Linked DNA regions of Lactuca sativa: region 2 is linked to region 1. The links are chromatin contacts, called in public Hi-C maps. All regions are on one chromosome and are shown on one strand. Each heading gives the region's core, a stretch centred on a gene start, on an enhancer-like site or on the middle of the called end of the contact. The rest is flanking DNA. Distances are from core to core; before and after follow the strand shown.

Region 1 (6,390 bases), core at 2,038-4,537:
TTGACTGTCCTATATGTGATAGGAGATGGTCCGCATTTGTTGTGTTGACTGTGCTTCTTCATCGCGTAGAATGTCCACAATAGCCATGATGATTCTTTCTCCTAACAAGCATAGAGTCGAAATACTACTATTTTACAAAGTAAAAAGCGTAGGACTCTATGGAAAACGATTTTGTACGCTTTCGATAACGATAAACTAGAACTTATGAATATTTTATAGCATAAAATATAGGATTTTCTAGAGAAAACAATTTTTCTACGATTTCGATAATGATAAACTAGAACTTACGAATATTTTATAGCAGAAAATATAGGAATTTCTGGAGAAAACGATTTTTCTACGACTTCGATAACGATAAACTAGAACGCACACACTCAATTTTTCTCGATAAGAGGAACATAATCTTCAACCATATTTCCTCTTTGAAAGTAAGGGATTTTTCTTGAAACGGTTGATTGCTACTATTTAAAAGAACTATTCTCGGACACAACTCGCTTTTACAAATCACACTACTTTTCAAAATCACTCCTTATAAGGATGAACAAAAGTAATGACATGCACACATACATCCATGATTTTCAAGGCAAGACTTCAAATGATTTTATAGAAAATATATGATTTTCTGAAAGTACAACGAGAACGATTCTAAACAAGTGTAAACGATTTTATACAAAAATACTTATGAACTCACCAACTTTTTAGTTGACGCTTTTCAAAACGACTTGTATTCTCAGGGATCTAGTAAGCAGAAAACAAGGGACGCTGATGCAAGACCATTTAGCTGTAGTTTGGATCCTTTTTTACTTATGTATCTTTTGTGTAACTCGAAGAACAAATACAATATGTAAACAATGTAAGTTGGTTATCTCAATGTATGATGTTTGGATTGCTCTGTTTCATTTATATTCAATTGTTATGATACTGCACAATGAAGTCTACCGCCTCCGGACGTTTCCACTGTCTGGTCCGGGGGTGTGATAATTATCATCTTGTACATAGAATGATTCAGGAATTAGTGAAACATATTAAACATAATTCTAATTATAATTATCCAAGTTAGTAAAAAACTTACCTCCCTCAACTTGGCTCGACGACACATTCATACTTCCATTGGCTCCACTGTTTCCAACACCATTCTTGTTACTATTGTTGCCTAAGTTCACATAACAATCACACTTGCAATCCCCACCCTGTTGCACCTCCAACAAACCAGTTCCTTTTTTCTTTTTGTTGGAGTTATTTGGGACATGTTCATGCTTACGTTTGCCATGTCCTTTATGGTTCGGGATCTTGGCTTTTTTTCAACCATATGAATAGAGGGTTGTCCAGATTCAACTTTCCCTTTGGTTTTATCAGATTTGTCAATTTCCTTCATATGAAGAGATTCTTCAATACGAATATGACTAGCAAGTTGAACCAATGACAACTCCTCATTTTGATGTTTTAGGTTATGTTTTAAATCCTTCAAAGATGGTGGAAGTTTATCAATTACACTTGACACAACAATGGATTCATCCATATTCATGTTATGCAGTTTAAATTGATCATAAATACCAAAGAATTCATTGAATTGTTCAGTGACAGACCTTGAATCGACTATCTTAAAGTTATTAAAGTTAGTGATGTATTTCAATTCAAGGGTGTCCCACAAATCCTTAATAGTTAAAGCTCACCATGTATATCAAATAGAGCATCAGACATACCGTTCAAGATGTGACCTTTGCAGATGTAGTCATCGTTGTCCCACTTTTGCCTCTTCATGGTCTCTTCAAGTGTCTCATCAATACCTTCCTTCGGTTCAGGTGGTCTTGGAGTAGTCAACACATATGCTGCCTTAAGAGTGGTCAGCATGAAGTGCATCTTCTTTTTCCAACCCTTGAAATCAACGCCTCCAAACTTCTCTAGTTTTGTGAACTTCGTGGTCATCTCGCGGATTGATTCACCCATCTCCAAAAACAAATTATATCAATTCGATTGTTAGAAAATTGGGTAGGGTTTTATTGGAGATTTGGATATCCCTTGGATCGTGTAAACACTTTCCGAATTGATATTTCTACCCTATACCCGGGTTACAAGAAACTCGACCTAGGATAATCCCAATGGGACACTTACGAATCTAGGCAAAGAAAACGTAAGCCAAATTGCTAGAAGATTTTGAGTTCATATGAAGAAAACAAGAGCTAAAAATGTCGTCCTTTCTCCTCAAGAGGAGAGTCGTTTATATAAGAAAACGATAAGTATGGTTTTGTTTTACGGTTGACCATCATGGGTTGTTTTGGAAATAAGTCAAAGGAATCCGAAATTAATGAAGAAATCAATGGTTTCCAAAATTGACGATCTTAGTCAGTTTTACTGTAATCACCCTCAATAATTTAGTTTTATAATAATCACCCAAAAAAATTCACTCGGGGTAAGCATATTAGCATATGCAGTTTTGAATCTTATTCATCACTATACATGTACTTCTAACATGAGATCAATGATATCAACATAGCATGTATATTTGTACCAATGTACAATATAAAAGCATATATCCTTAAACCTATAAAAACTTTAAGCCTACACGCAAAATGCTTATATTGCATTTACTAGATAACAACGATTTATTATCGGGTTGCTGTTAGAAAGTTTGGTAAGAGTTCCCATGAGTTTGTTAGTTTCTTTATGGTCTCCTTTTGACTTTCAAAAGGCACATGGTTACGCAAGTTATCTCATTTTATATCATTTATACCATAAACTTATTATATGATGGAATAATATGTTTAAAGTTTCGGATGTCACATTGACCTCATAAGCAAATAATCATTTATATATAGTTATATACTACTACTTATCAAATACACATACAATTCATTGTATTTCATTAATAACTCATTGTACATCGTACCCATTTCAAAATTTATTAGACTAAAACTTTTCACACGTTATTTGTCACATCTTTCTTGTTTGACCTTCAAAATACTTTGCCCATTTAATTCGTTTTAACTAAAATTTTCTCCTTTTTAATTTGTGGGTACCCTTTTCATCCACTAGAATTTCATTTAAATTATTGAAAAAATAAAAAAATGGAAACAATATATAATAAAAAGTGATTGATTAGATATCGAGCAACATTTAATGGGGTTTAGGTATTTCATTATTATAAATAGAAGAGATAGCATAGATCAAGAAAACCAAAATAATAATAATAAAATACTACAAAAAATAGAGAGTATTTAAAGAGGGTAACCTCTAGCTCGTGAAGCAGCAGGCAAGAAGGGGAAATAATTAAATTACAAAAAAAAAAAAAAAAAACAAAAAAAAAAATCTGAAAATAATATAAAAAATCCATCATCTCCTTCTCTTCTCTTTCCTCTCTCTCTGTGAAACCCTTCTCTTTCTTTCTCTCTCTATCTTCAACCATTTCACATTCATTCTTTGCTTCCCCTTTAAATCACGAGATCCCCATCTTTTTCTTTCTTTTTCTTTCCTTCTTGTGTTCTATGTTTCTCTGTGTTGTAATTCGTCGGTGGTTGTATTTTAGTTTCAACCACAGCCATTGGTAACATCAGTAGAAAAGATTGTGTGGGGAGAGAGAAAGTTTGAAGCTTTATCTCTCTGTTGGTGAAGGGTATTTTTTTTCTGAAGTTTTTCGGGAATGTCGCATTCACGGAAGCCGGATTCGGGGTTAGGGTTTGATACACTCTCCGATCGCCTCCGGAAGACGGTCACTTGCGGCGGCGATAACACCAATAAACCAGACTTCCGAGAACTTGATTTGGGTTCGCCCATTTCGCCTTTACGAGATGGGCCAGCGGTTAGTAGCAGCTCTAGCTCATCCGGATCGGTTTCGGGTCGGACTGGAAATGGACTCCAGGTTGGTTCCGGTACTAGAAAGTCAGACTCCAGTGGGACTCCCAATAACCATTCCGGTGAGTTGTCGGTCGACAGTTCACCGACATTTTCCGTTGGTGGGGCTAGAGGTGTTAAATCGGGTCACACTCGGTCGGAATCCGGTAGCGTCAGCGGCGGCCACCCATCAATTTTTACCGGTGGAAGTTCCGCTACATCTCCGCCTGTCAATGTACTTCCTACAGGAAATATATGCCCTTCCGGGAGGGTTCTCAAAACGGGGATGATGACAAGTCGAACCTCTAAACCCGATGTGTTAAGTCTAGGCACCGGTAATTACGGCCATGGCAGCATAATGCGGGGAGGTTTGGGTTCCGGTTCCGGTTCCAGTTCCAGTCCCACCATCAAATCCACCGTCTCCGGCGGTAAACCAGAAACCCCTGTTTCCGGCGTTTCAAATTCACCCTTTTCAAAGAGATCATCAATGGATCCGGAAGATTTGAAAAGACTAGGAAACGAAGAGTACAAAAAGGGTCACTTTTTAGAGGCATTGAGTTTCTACGAGCGAGCAATTGCTCAATCGCCGGCGAATGCAGCCTATCACTGCAACCGAGCAGCCGCATTGATGTGTCTGAAAAGGTTGACCGAAGCAGTCAAAGAATGCGACGAAGCCATTAAATTGGATTCTGGATATGTGAGAGCTCACCATCGCTTAGGATCTCTTCTTATTAGGTGAGTTCAATAAAAGTTCAAATCTTTTCCTCTTTTTCACTATACCCTTTTCAACAAATCTTGAAATTTCACCCAAACCCATTTCTCAGATCTAATTCATCTCGTTGACATTTGATTTTACGAACTATGTTCCAAATTCCAATCATCATTTCCCATTCTTGTGTTTTACTTCTTCATTTACCCATAATCATGACTCATCATTTTTCATTAGGTTATTCATCTAATCTCATGTAACCAATGGCAGTTTAGGACAGGTTGAAAATGCAAGGGCACACCTTTATTTTCCCGGGTACCAACCCGACCCGAAAGAGCTCCAAAAATTACAACTTGTGGAAAAACACTTGAGCAAATGCACCGACTGTAGAAGAGTCCGGGACTGGGTTGGTGTGTTACGTGAAAGTGACGCTGCAATCTCATCTGGAGCAGACACGTGTCCTCAGGTAAACAGTTGATTATCGAATCATTATCATTATTATAATGAAAAATTAAGAAACTGAATATGTTGTTATCAAACCTTTTAGCTATTTGCGTGCAAAGCTGAAGCACTATTGAAGCTTCGTCAATTAGATAATGCAGAAGCAACCATTTTAAACATGCCTAAATTCGAAGCATCTAATAGCGCTTCATGTTCACAAGCAAAGTTTTTTGGAATGCTTTCAGAAGCATATCTCTTTTTTGTTCGTGCTCAAATCGACATGTCTTTTGGAAGGTGAGTTTTTCTTTTTGTTTTTCTTTTTGTGTTTGCATCAATCGTTTTAGTATTTACTTTTACTGTTTGTTCTTTATATATCTAGTATTCAAACGATTTCCCACATGGGAGATGATTCAAAATGACATTTTTTTTGTTTTTTTTCATAAAGATTTGAGAATGCGGTTACTTCTATTGAGAAATCAGGACAAATTGATCCAAGAAACGTTGAGATTGCTGTTTTGCTTCAAAATATAAGGTCATTATCAAGAGCAAGAACACGTGGGAATGATCTTTTTAAGTCAGAAAGATTCACAGAAGCTTGTTCAGCTTATGGTGAAGGGCTTAGATTTGATCCTTCAAATCCAATTCTTTACTGTAATCGAGCAGCATGTTGGTTTAAACTCGGGTTGTTTGAAAGATCTCTTGATGATTGCAATCAAGCACTTCTCATTCATCCAAATTACACAAAAGCCCTTCTTCGAAGAGCTGCTACATATAGCAAGGTATATATAGTGATTCTTGTTTTTACTCTTTATAATAAAGATAGTGAAATTGGAAGTAAAGAAGGGGAGCATTCAAAGTCATTTATGTTGCCTGATATACCCTTCCTACAACAATATAATCTCAACTTTCCTTTTTGTTGAACTCAAGCCATGTTCACAAGCCTCTTAACTATGAGTTACATATTAACAAACCAATTTCTATATATAGAAAGGAAAAAAATCATACTTACATTCTTTTATCGATAATAGCAATATGTTTAACTTTTACTTATAATAACAAGTAACACTGAAACAGCATTCTTACAGTTTTACATTTTGCTACCAATATAGACATTGTACATTATTTGTTACATATTGTCATTTTGCTAAAGAAACAAAAGGGTATTTGCTTTTTTGATCAAAATTTTGAAATATGTTTTCTTTTTCTAAATTGCAGCTTGAAAGGTGGAGCGAATCAGTGAGAGATTATGAAGTTTTGAGAAGAGAGCTTCCAAATAATAATGATATAGCAGAATCTTTATTTCATGCCCAAGTGGCATTAAAAAAGTCACTTGGGGAAGAAGTTTATAATATGAAATTTGGTGGTGAAGTTGAATTAATAACCGGTCTTGAACAGTTCAAAGCTGCAATTGC
Region 2 (6,503 bases), core at 2,245-4,744, 320 kb before region 1:
ATATTTTGGAATAAACGTTTTGTCTTAATAATGGATTTATAATTAGGGAGTTTTGCATTATTAAAAAATGAAAATTTTTGGTTGTGAAAATGAGACGTTGCACATAAACATCAACAACCGCACACACTTCATCAATGATTGTCCCACGTAAGATGTCGTGAGAAAAAACCTAAATAAATCATTCATAAGTACTGAATGAGTACAAAAACAAAAATGACTTATTTTGAAACAAAAAAAATATATTAAGAACTAATTGTGTACAAAAATAGTAAGGATTAAATGTGTACAAAATGAGAAATATATTACCTTATTAAGTCGTTTTCCCAGCTAACGTGGAGTAATCGGTCATATGGACTGAATATGTACAGTTTAACAAGTTGAAGGGGTAAATATGGACGAAAAAAACTCCGTGACCAAATGTGTACAAATTGAAAAATATATTACACTTTTAAGTCATTATCCCCTGTTACAAACAAATAATAACCCTAAGCAATTATTATTTTATATATATTTTTTGTATAAATATGATTTTATATAACAAAAAAATAACATCTTTGAATTTTTTATTTTGAAAAAAAAAAGATGTAGAAAAGTAAATTTATGATGAACTCGTAGCAAAATTTTAAAATATGGACAAAAAATGTAAATTTTAAACCAAATTTGTAATAAATTTTAAACCTGGTCCAAAACTGTAATTTAGAAAATGAGATGATCTGTTGTTCGGGTAAAAATGTCAAAATGAATACAATTACCGATTTTTGAGACTTAATTGAATAAAAAAATCATATAAATATTAAATCAATTATGAGGTCAAAACATAAAAGAATCTTTATGGACTTCTCCCTATTCTAAATATATGTACAATGAAGGTATTTTTGTTTTTTAATAAAAAGAAAAAATATTTTTGTTTTTTAATAAAAAGAAAAAATATTTTTGTTTTTTAATAAAAAGAAAAAATAGAAGATGGAATTGAATTCCATCGACCCTCCCATAGCAATGATGAAATCCATTAACACGGAGTTTGAAATTTAATTTTGTCCATTTGGCAACCTACGGAAGGAATGTAATCTCAAATTCCAAATCTGTCGGATTCCATACAGAATTGAATTCAGTAACAAAATTACATATTTTTAAATATTTATATATAATGATAGTATCTTTTTGGTGTTTTAATGATAGAACAAAATTCCGTCCATCCCATAAGAATAATTAATCCATCAAAAACAAAATTTAACTCTATCTATTTGGCAACATATGGAATGGAATCTCAGATTCCAATTTAGTCAGATTCCATCAGAATCCACGAACAAAACACATCTTTAATTGTTGTATTTCATTTCAATCAGTACAGATCTTAGTTCACCAAACCAATAACAAATTTAAAAAAAAAAAAAAAAAAAAAGCAGAAAATGATGTATTATTATTATACATCTGCAAACAATAATAGATCATCCAACAAGATAGTGGTTCCTATGTGTATATTAACACCTCAAAATTCATCCTCTTACACAACAAAACAACAAACCACAAAAAAAAAAAAATCCATCACTCATCTCCCACTATTTTCTCACTCCCTTCTTTCTCCTCCACATCACCTGCCACGTGGCTGATAATCTCACCAGGTACTACTTTTTCATTATTTTCTTCAATCAATTTAACATCTGCACTTACTGTTCTTGAAGGTCCCAAAACAGGGGACATGGTTGTTTCAGAAGAAACTCCTGAATTCTTTGGTTTATTCAAGGCATGACAATGGGGACAATAGTAAGTAATAAAAGGGAATTCCTCCTTTCTCACAAGTCCTGTTAACATATACACAACTCAATATTACATTTTGAATATTAATTCATTAATATTAAGATGGGGATTTTCATTTACTCACCATTATGCATATGACAATTCCCGCATATAAGTGCATATGATTGAGTTGGGTCTTCTCCCACAAGCATTGCAGCAATTCGAGCAATCCAACCACCATCTTGACCACCTAAAGTTGCAGGATCGTGATGATCAACAACAAGATCACCATGTGAAGATCTCTCAGAAACCCCATCTCCAATTTCTGTTTCTGATTGCTGATTTACTGTATTGCTTCCTTGAGATTTAAGGTTTGATTGATTTCGTTTCCTGAGACCAGTAGTTTGATGTACCTCAACCTCGTTGTTCTTCTTTGTGGCATACGGATTTGGTTGTGATTCGTCTCCAAGAAACATTTTCAGGCCTGAATCTGCACCCAGTTTTGATGCAAGAACAGATGCAGCTGCTGCTTTTGCTGCTGGATCAGGATCATATTTCTGCAACACGGGTTGAAATTTGAAGATGAGAAACAAGAACATGTTTCTATAGGAGGAGAGGTAGAAGAAGATGTGTACAGTGTAGTACCTGAATGAGTTGTTGAGTAATGTAGTAATTAGTCCTTTCTTTAAGTTCATCGATTTTTGCTTGCCTTTCAGCTCGAAGCCTCTCTAATGCTTTCTGATCCCTTCGATCACCTGTAAATCAAGGGAGAAGATAAGACTTTGGGGTTTGTAGGGATGGATGACAAGTATGTAGACTTTACCAAATCTAGTGAAGCTCAAAAGTCCATAATGCAGAGCGAATGATATAGCAGGAAGAAGAAACATCGGTAAGACTCGCAATGATCTCGTTCTCCAGTCCATGTTTACTGTTCTTGTTGTCATGATAGCATAACCAATTGCAACAAACTGTGCCAGAACAAATAGAATTTCAATTTCGACAGATAACTCTTAGATTATGGCAATCGAGCAAGAGATCAGGCATCGATACAAGCTAGGGTTTATGGTAATGAGTAAAGGAATTACCTCAAGGATAACAGAGAAGATGATTATGTTCCTGGCTGTTCGCCTCCATCTCAGAGCTCGCCTCTTCATTCGCGAAAGAAGCGTAGCCTCTTCTTTAGATATATACTGCAGTCTCTTCTCAAAATCATCGCTTCGTGACCTAAACACTGTATTCCAAATTCGAGAGAGAATTCCGGTCTTCTTCTTGCTCTTGCTCTTATTCTTATCATCGGTCTTCTCTCCAACCACTTCCTTCACCTCTTTCTCGTCGGCCATTAGGGTTTATCCAGACAAATCGGAACTAAAACAAAACGAAAATGGCAAGAACAGATCCAGATCAGAATATCAAACAGCTACACTTGCTCAAACATAGAAACTCTAAACAAGTTTATCACATCGAGAGAGACAATCGCGTTGGATCGCGTACCTGGAAATCGAAGAAATGTAAAATATTTTGGGTATTGAATGGTTCGAAACTAATCAGTGGTTTTTGGTCGATCGATAGGCAATCGAAGTAATGGATTAGCCGATTGTGAATCAAAAACCATAAAGAATTAAGAAAAGGGAAGATCGTGAGAGAGAGAAAGGGGGGAGTGATGATGCCCTACGAATGAGGTTATTCTATTATTCAAAGTAGTAGGGTTTGGCTGGAAAGGGTCTGGATGACGCTTCACAACCTGGGAGCAGCAAACACGTATCGCACGCCGTCGTCGACACACTCCCGACGGTTTGATAATATAATAGCGACGGTCAGTTTTTTTCTTGAAAATTTATTCATTATGTAATTTGGTTAATTAAATATAAGATAAAAATAAATTTCTAAAAATGAAAAAGGCCATTCCCAAAATTAAACATTTAAGACCACAAAACCAAAAAAAATAGTTCATTTAACTAATAAATTGTAAAACCAAAAAATCCCCAAAACATGAGAAAATAAATATGTAAAAACGAAAATGTGGAACTTTTAATTAATAAAGAAAGAAACAAATAAATTAAAAAGGTAATAAAAATATAGTAACTAGTTGAACTAGCCACTAGGGATGAGCATATGGACCGGGAAACCGACCGGAATCGGTACCGGAACCGGAACCCGATGGAACCGGTCGGGCCGGGACCGGGACGTTATTTTTATGGATTTTTGGAACTGGAAACCGGTAGGAACCGGAACCGATATAACCGAAACCAGTAGAACCGGCAAAAACCGGAACCGTATGATGCTATTTTTCGAGGACCGGTTCCAACATTTGAAGACACGACAAGAACCGGTAGGAACTCGGAACTGGTAGAACCGTCAGGCCAGTTCGGTTCTTGATTTTGGCCGAAGCCGGTTCCCGGTTCCGGGCCGGTTCGGTCCTTTTGCTCATCCCTACTAGCCACCAAACAGTCTATCGGTCCCTATAGCAAATCGGACCCAATCTTTATCCCTATAAATTGGCATTGTTGTGATTAGGGATGAAAGTGGGTCCAAACCCGGACCCGATGGACCCGGACCCGGAAAACCCGAAACCGGTTAATGAGATTTTATAGAACCGGAAACCGGACCGGTATATAGGAACCGGTTCCGGGTAAAGTGGGTCTAGAACTGGAAAACCCGGAAACATCAAAGTGGGTAGGTTGGAACCAGATAAAGTGGGTTTAGACCCGGAAAACCCGAAAAAACCGGAATTTTTGGTAATTACTTACAACTTAGTGGGTTGAACTTTGAAAATTTTCATATTGATATCCCCACTTTGGGGGGCTGTAACTTATTGAATACGAAACCACAATTAACAAAATTAGAGTCTAAAATCATGTATAAACTCTAAAATACACTCTGGAAAAACCCGCATGTCAATCCGAATTTAAACGAATGAGATATACTTGTGTTAATATTTTCACATAATACAAAGTACAAAAACAAATAGCTGAAAAGTTGAAAATTTTCAGTTTTGATATCCCGACTTCGGAGGACTGTAAATCATTGAATGTTAAACCAAAAATGACAAAATTATAGTCTAAACTCATGTACAAACTGTAAACTAGAAGTTGGAAAAAACCACATGTCAATTCGACTTCAAACGAATTAGATATGCATGCTTTAAAACTTTCACTGAATACAAAAAAACTAAAAAACTAAAAACTTTCAGCTTTGGTATCTCAACTTTTGAGGACTGTAAGTCAATGAATATAAAACTAAAAATGAAAAATTTATAGTCTAGAATCATGTACAAACTCTAAACTATATGTTGGAAAAAACCGTATGTCAATTGGAGTTGAAACGAATAAGATATCCATCTTGTAAACGTTTCACAAAAAGTGGTTCCGACCCTAAAAGTGGTTCCGGTTCCAAAAACCGGTTCCGAATTTTAGACCCGGTTTACCCAGACCCAATGGACCCAAACCCGGATTACTCGGAACCCGGATAAAGCCAATTTTTAAACCCGGAACCGGACCCGGTTCTAACGGGTCCGGTTTCGGTTCCGGTTCTGGTTTTCCGGTTCTAAATCTCATCCCTAGTTGTGATCGATATGATTGTGAGATTGTCCATGGAACATTTTCGAGTATTCTTTCCACAAGTAAAACACTTCCATAAATTAAATGATACATAATGCAGGAAAAAATATTATTTCATGAAAAAACAAATGAAAAGTATAAACAACATAACAAAATAAGAATAAAATAATAATAAACTTACCGTGGAATTCAACCAACCACACAGATGATCTCATAAATCATATCTTTATACACTAAGAGAGAGTCTATGTTTTATACAAATTGATTGATCATGTGAGAATACAAGTCTCAGGAAGGTCTCATTAGTGTAGAGATGTATTGGTCTAGTAGTTATATGATTTAGCAAAATTTTCAACATTTTTTTTGGGTATTTAAGTTGGCAAATATCATCCTCCATGAAACCAATTATTTTCTAATTTTTAAATCCCCTCAACAACGTTTTCATTGGGCTTGATTGATTTTTAAAATTATATGAGACAGACGTGTCATATGTATAAGACGACAAGTGACGAGAGCTATGTGAAGACGATGCACTTGTGGATGAAGAATCATCACTCTTATATTTGTCGATTTAGTGCTTGTTTACCAGAATCGGGATGTTGTTAACCTCTTCATTCCTATTGGGGTGGAGGTTGCTGTCAGGGTGGAGAAGGTATCGAGATGCCCTCCAAAAACTGAGTACGTTGTATATTCAACTTTGAGCTCCTCCGACGTAGGTATCATATTCCATGGGACATTTTTTTTTAAATTAGAATAGAGCGAAGAGAATATATATATATATATATATATATATATATATATATATATATATATATATATATCATATCATATCATATCATACTATATTATAAAGGAAACATTTTTTCTTTCACCACATTCATTTGAAACTCCTATGACTTTTTAATTTCTTTCTAATAATAATTATAAGTTGGTTAATAAGGTTAAATAAATATCAAAACTTAAAGTGTAATCATATATAAACTAAAATTTAATATTAAAAGAATATCTTTACTTCTACGTTATGTTTTTTAACTTTTAACATATTATAAATAATTTATTAGTTTCAATATATTGTTGGATGTAAACAATTATCATTTTAAAGATACAATTTGGAACAATTTGTATAAAATATTTAAATTATTAATTTAAAGGTAACATTACAAGGTCAAGTTAAATATAAATTTTAGTTTAATTTAAACAAATCAAAGA

What was found. Hi-C and Micro-C count contacts between places; a contact is called where the count stands out from the background.
Region 2: a Hi-C map of leaf shows a contact between it and region 1, with 5 times the contacts expected there. The contact joins the promoter of LOC111913697 here to the promoter of LOC111913707 in region 1. A contact is called at or near these places in 2 of 4 Hi-C or Micro-C datasets (both in leaf).

Annotation. Positions count from the first base shown.
Region 1 is chr7:185,533,107-185,539,496 of Lsat_Salinas_v11, reverse strand. LOC111913707 (TPR repeat-containing thioredoxin TTL1) reads left to right here and starts at 3,287. Exons shown (of 7, transcript XM_023909419.3): 1 at 3,287-4,563; 2 at 4,808-5,003; 3 at 5,085-5,272; 4 at 5,424-5,757; 5 at 6,194-6,390. The coding sequence starts at 3,638. It overlaps LOC111915148 (small nucleolar RNA snoR104), which reads left to right and starts at 5,821; the gene lies at 5,821-5,940.
Region 2 is chr7:185,858,044-185,864,546 of Lsat_Salinas_v11, reverse strand. It overlaps LOC111913697, which reads right to left and starts at 3,494. Exons shown (of 6, transcript XM_023909415.3): 1 at 3,229-3,494; 2 at 2,823-3,102; 3 at 2,561-2,705; 4 at 2,383-2,492; 5 at 1,883-2,294; 6 at 1,402-1,802. The coding sequence starts at 3,077. The coding sequence ends at 1,546.